Regions from separate parts of the Callithrix jacchus genome. Here region 1 is linked to region 2. The links are chromatin contacts, called in public Hi-C maps. All regions are on one chromosome and are shown on one strand. The core of a region is the stretch at or near the end of the contact, and the rest is flanking DNA. Distances in the headings are between cores, read along the strand shown. Region 1 has its middle 73 kb from the start of TXLNB. Region 2 has its middle 4.1 kb from the start of CITED2.

What was found. A called contact is a pair of places that touch in the nucleus more often than the background predicts.
Region 1: a Hi-C map of skeletal muscle shows a contact between it and region 2, with 8 times the contacts expected there. The contact joins two enhancer-like sites. A contact is called at or near these places in 3 of 3 Hi-C or Micro-C datasets (induced pluripotent stem cells and skeletal muscle).

Annotation. Positions count from the first base shown.
Region 1 is chr4:145,998,040-146,001,080 of calJac240_pri, forward strand. No RefSeq gene overlaps it. Among named protein-coding and RNA genes, the nearest start is that of TXLNB, 73 kb to the right of the region's middle. Within about 2 kb of position 1,377, at least 6 of the 16 cell types and tissues checked have an H3K27ac peak or open chromatin away from gene starts, as enhancers often do. A contact at or near this core is called in skeletal muscle, where this site is marked.
Region 2 is chr4:146,157,019-146,160,193 of calJac240_pri, forward strand. No RefSeq gene overlaps it. Among named protein-coding and RNA genes, the nearest start is that of CITED2, 4.1 kb to the right of the region's middle. Within about 2 kb of position 1,268, at least 9 of the 16 cell types and tissues checked have an H3K27ac peak or open chromatin away from gene starts, as enhancers often do. A contact at or near this core is called in skeletal muscle, where this site is marked.

The DNA.
Region 1 (3,041 bases), core at 127-2,626, 160 kb before region 2:
CAAGCATGTTTGTATGTATGCACATATTTAAGTAAGGTTTTCTGATGTCATTAGATATTGAAAACATATAAACTATATTTTATTAATAATTGTCAGAAATGTGCTATTAACACATAGATGAGTTTGTCAATACCTTGAAAAGATTTAGCACTTTGAGAGCTGTCCTGGCAAGATTTTCCAAGGGGCAGGCCAAGTAGATACTTAGAGCATCTGCAAAGCAGCAATTTTGTGAAGAAGATTCCAAATATATGCCAGGCATGGTGGCTCACGCCCGTAATCCCAGCTTTTTAGGAGACCAAGGTGGGTGGATCACCTGAGGTCAGGAGTTCAAGACCAGCCTGACCAACATGGTGAAACCCTATCTCTGTTGAACACAAAAAATTAGCCAGGCATGGTGGTGCAATGCCTGTAATCCCAGCCACTTGGGAGGCGGAGGCAGGAGAATTGCTTGAACCTGGGAGGCAGAGGTTGCAGTAAGCTGAGATTGCACCACTGCACTCCAACCTGGGCAGCAGAGCGAAACTCTGTCTCAAAAAAAAAAAAAAAAAAAGAAAGAAAGAAAGAAAAAGAAAAAAGAGAAGATTCCAAATATATTATTTTTTAACTGATGAGTTTTATAAAACCAGTGAAGAAGTCATCATGACTTCTGGATCTCAGCTTGGTGACAGCAGCAATGGAACCCACAGGAAAATAGAAATCTGGTTCCCCCAGATTCTATCCTTGGAGACATGCTCTCTGTGGAGTAAATTGTGGCTGTGTTCTTTGAGCGTATTTTGTCAATTGTGGAATACTGGTATAGGTTCATCATCTTTCTATTGCTTCTCTAGTGTAGTTCATTCATGCTTCTATCCCAAGTGCCTCCCGCAGTGTCTAGCACAGGGTAAGTACTCACTAACAGTATTCAGTGTTCAATTCCACAACTGCTGGCTCGCCCAGTTCTCACTGAAGTGGGATATAGCCTGGATCCCAACTGCAATTCGGTTTTATTTGTTCAGAGAAAAATAAACTTCCTTGAGACTTTGTTCACCTAACGGTGGCAAACAATCACTCAAGTTGGCAGAAGAGGAGGCCTACCTAATCACTGTACAAAGGTGGTTTTCAGTCGGGTTGCTGGGTACACAGTCCTGCCAGATTTAATGACAAGCAGGCCTGGGCTGACCGAGTCACTGGCTACACCTCCAGCAGTTCAGTAGGTGGCACTGCTGTTCTCTCTGTGCAGAAGCTGGCGGCCACACGGAGGCTGTCTGTTTGGGCAAGCAGGAATGCAAATCATCAGCTCAAAGCAGCCTTCCTGGGCCAGCAGCAGCACAAACCCATTATCAGTGCGGTGGCAGCTGCTGCTGTTTGTCCCTGCGTGCAGGCAGTTTCAGAGTGAGGGCCTTTAGAATGTGGCCATGAGACTGAAGACGTCAAGAAGCGAAGCCACTGGGCTAAAATAAGCAGGTTAGGAGTCAGTTATCTGGTTCCCCACACATGTGTCTGGGAGCAGCTGGAAGGCTGAAAGGGCAGGCAGGCCTTTCCTTCTTCTAACTCTGGTCTGGAAAATCTCATCAACATGGTCAGTTCTCTAAAGCCCCATCTTGGAACCAAGTCAGCAAAAATCTAGAATATCTTGAACTGGTGGCAGAATTATATTTGTTATACCTATGAGCTAGCTTTTCCTGGTCAGTCTGGATTTCTAATGTTCTGGTTTCTTTTTTTGCTGATAGAAGAGTATTAGGCTTCGTCCAATAGGATTTCAACTTGTGGTTTAGAAAATATGGTCACCATAATTACCCTTCATTTCCTGAAAGCTGAATCTCAACTGATATTATAGGCTGACTGTGTCCCCCTCAAAATCTTATGTTGAAATGCTTACTCTCAAACTGATGTTATTAGGAAGTGGGGCCTTTGGGTGATAATTAGATCATGGGGGTGGACCCCTCATGAACGGGATTAATGCTCTTATAGAAGAAACCTCAGAGAGATCTTTTGCCCCTTCTGCCATGTGAGGTCACGGTGAGAAGACGGCTGACTGTGGAGAAGCAGACCTCCCATACACTGAGTCTGCTGGTGTCTTTATCTTGGACTTCTCAGCCTCTAGTACCACAAGAAATATATTTCTGTTGTTTGTAAGCCACCCAGTCTATGGTATTTTGTTATAGAAGCCTGAACAGGCAAAGACAACCAACAATGCACCCTCCCTTTCTATTTAATTCAAACTTCTCAAACTCTTACACTAAGTGGTGGCAAACCCCAAGTCACTGGGATTTGTTTTTTGCTAGTTCCTTAGTTTATGGGTGATTATCTGCCATTTTAGCAAATCCTTGTATACTATCCAAAGAGAAGCAGGAGTGAGATATAGCCACGAGTCTCCAACATTTAAGTGGATACAAAGCAACTTCTCAGAGAGCTGGTACTTATGTGTGTCATTATATTTGTGTTTGACAAACGCCTGGCATATGTGCTGTCCCTTTCTCTCCTTCTGGGGTTGGCATTATTAACTTATCGTGGTAAATTTCCTCCCAGACCAGTTTTGGCCTCAGACAGACTCTGGGATATAGGTTAAAATTTACTTGCCCAGTTTCAACTGTGGTTGACCTTTAATGTTCCTATTTTATCAGATAATGATAAAGGTCAAAATCTTAGCTAAAATAACAACCCAATCCCCCATAGCCAGCTCTTAAATAAAATAGAAACTCAGAGGAGCCCAAATCATAGAGCCCAAATACTAGAGCTCAAAGAAAATATGATGCATCTTCAGAATCTCAACATAATGAAATTGATGCTCAAGAGACAAGCTGGATGGGAATTCTGCTTCTTGTAAGGGTAGAATCAGATGTTGCAAGGTAACTCTGCACCCAAGAATAAACTAGAATAACTTGGTAAGACACTTAGAATGTCTGTTGGAAGGCACATGTCTGTTGGAGAGATACCTAGTCAGCAAAAATGTGAAGGGTCAAGAAAAGGAAAAAGAGAAATGAAGTAACACTCAGACTTGTTTTCCCCTTCAAGACACTTGCAAATATGCAACCTGTGACTGAGAGGATCAGATGCTAAGC
Region 2 (3,175 bases), core at 18-2,517:
CAGCTCTCAAGCATGCATTTCTGAAGAAGTGTAATACGGCTTTCATGCTAGCAAAACAGTACCATTGCAGAGAAAAAAATCGCCACTGGCATGGGTCCTAAATTCCTTGAATTCTATATTTATTTATTTTTTGGAGACAATGTTATCTGCCCAGTTTATTTTAAAGTAAATTTTCCTGACTCAATTAGACAGCAAGACTCATCCTCATTAAAGATCCTGCAGTCCTTTCACGAGATTAGGGCCCGGTGGCTTGGTCACATTCCAGTGTGGATAATTACATTCTGCATTCTTGGATACTTCCCTCCACCTTTCCAACCTCATACCGTCAAATGCATTGTTATCTACCCTTCCAGCGAAGCAACAGTCCTGTTGTGGGGTGCCGAGGATTTGCCGTCCCCTCATAGTTTACAGGCTAAAGCATTGGCCCAAACCACTGCTCATTACACTTTTAAAAGAAAATCCCTTAGGTAATGCATATTTTCAGCTAAGAGGCAAATCTCATTGATGCACACTTAATCATAGGATAAGCTTTTTGGTAAATAAAATATTCTTATTTTATAAAGGATGTTTATTTTGGAATCTTCTTGGGTTAAAAAAAAATGTGTTGCTCGAATATGTGCTGTTTGCTCCAAGGAGAAAACAAAGTCTTCAGAAATGGCAACAAAACAACAATAAAGAGAAAAACCTCTTGAGGAAACAGGTTTTCATTGACCTTCCAAATAAATTCCACAAGGGGGCGAAAACACCTAATGGTCTGGGACTGTAAAGTTTCTATTTCAGAGCTGGCCACCCATAATAGATTAGTGGATTAATATTTTTCTCTAAAGGATCTGGCCTTTAATGTTGACATCAATTTATAGCCATCCCAGGCGTTTACAGTAGTAAAAGTCATGGAGACCATAAACTTCACAATGGATGTCAGCCTTCTGCTACTAGTGCTCTAGCCCAGCACCCCCATAAACAGTGGTGATTAGGTAACCGTTCTTCAAAGACCCATCCATAGCTCTAACGTCTTTATCAGCTCCTGCAAAGATACTGTCACGAGGATTTTATCAGGCACAAGACAGAGGTACACGTTTTTATTAATGTGGACTTGTTTTTCTGACATGTAGCTATGAGGTTGTGCTGTGGCTTATCATTGATCTCTTCTTGAAAAATCAAGCATGGAGTGTCTATTTTTGGGCAAAGCTTAAAGAACAGAAGCTCTCTTGTATCATATTAGAACTTTTTGACAAACAGCCAAGGTACAGAGGTCAAATTTCCCCATATGCTATAAGCAACTTAGTAGGAAGCAAGACCACAAAAGGTTTTGCAAATGTCTGCCAGTAGCCGGGTGATCTAGGTCACTGTACAGGTTTCATTAATCAGGTTGTTCAAACAAGGAGTTATTTTTCTCTGCTTAAGAGACCTGCAGATATCACATAGAATCTGCTCAATTGTTGATCAAGAAAGAGTTTTTAATGAAACAGAGATCATTCAAGTGAATGGGGGTGGGGGAGCATTTGTATTTGCACTGAAGACAAATTGTGCTTTTTAGCCCAGCTCCTCTGTTTGAGTCCTCTGTTCTGGTAGGGATGGGCTCAAGCTCTAATAATAGTTCCCTGGGCTCTGCAGCTCTACATACGTGTTCCGGCGTTTGAGCAGCAGGAGGAATTTAGTGACAGAGCAGGTGTTGTGGCTTATTCCCTGGCAGAATAAATGGTGAAGGGTGGTGGCAAGACAATTCTTTTGCTTCTTTATGCAAAAAACAATGCCTTTAATCGCTTTCCTTTTTTCCTGGCACTAGTGAAAAAGGACTGGAATTGCTGGATTAATACGTATGCAAACATATTTTTTCACTTGAACCTCTGGAAAAAAGAAAAACTTACTGTGAAAATGCTTAGCCAGAAAGATTTATTGCTGATTGCAGATTTAGTATTGACATGTCTTAGCTGAAGAAAACTTCAGCTTTAACTATTAATGTGGAAATCTGGATCAGCTTTTAAAGCGGGTTAAAAAAGAGTTTTGGATGATTCAGTGTATTTTCAGAAATTATTTATTTGAACATAATTTTAAATAAGAAAGTGTCAGTTACAGAGGTATAAAAAACCCAGTGGAGTGTGTACATTTTAATTTTACATGGCCTGCCTTGGAAATAGAATTACAGAATGTAGGTGATCTGAATTCCACTTAAAGCAGCCTTTATGCCCAACTTACTCTCTCAGAATACTTCTAAATACCCAGTCCTCCTGACTTCTTATAAAATATGCAATTTAAGATGAGAATCTAAGTTTAAATGTTCTTTTAAAGCATTATTTATAAAATTTTTCTCAATCTACATTTTTGACTTCCCTTAGTAAGTTACGTCCAAAAGTCTGCATTTTTTTTTCTTTAAGGTGGGTGTGTTGCTCTTATAAACATGAGGTAAGCCATGAAAACATGAAAGAGAAAACAAAATAAAATTCCTTCTCCTTCCACCTGGGATAATCTGATTTTTAAAATATTTCTTTTTCCTTCGCTGGATTATATAAGGCAAAACTTGACACCCACTTACTTAATTGTAGCTATGGTCTTGGTAAATCATCTCTCTAAGTAAAATTAAAATATTTTAGGTGTTTGCATCCCGTTCATCTAACAGGAAAGGCTCAGAATTCAGGAAAACGGGGCATGCTTAAGAGGGAACATCTTGTAAAGATTGTAATTTGACCTTTGAGTCAACCTGAGTAAATTTTAAATATTGCAGGACAAAATAGAAAGCCTCAAGGCGGAATTCTGCTCCTTCTTCCTCTTAAAACTATGAACCAGTCAGATACTATTTCAGAGATTACACTAGAAAATGTGTACCTATCCTTGGCACTTTTGCTGCGTAAACTCTCATCACTGGAGATAAAGGTAGATTTATATTTAATGCCACCCCCATCCATCAGTATATTATTCTAATCTACCTCCATTTAAGTAGTTCAATCAGGTATAAACAGAAACACTTCATTTTTCCCTCCTGCCCATTGAAAAAGATAATGTTGAGTATTGCAAACCTTTCTAACTCTGGAGTACACTTGAATATGATGGCAATTAAGAAAAAAAAAAGCACTATGACAACTTTGCAGCTTTTGATTAAAGCACACCAAGAGGCATGTTACAATGATAACAATGAAGCATTATGCCAATTATGTTAAATCCTGCTCTCCGCTTAAGC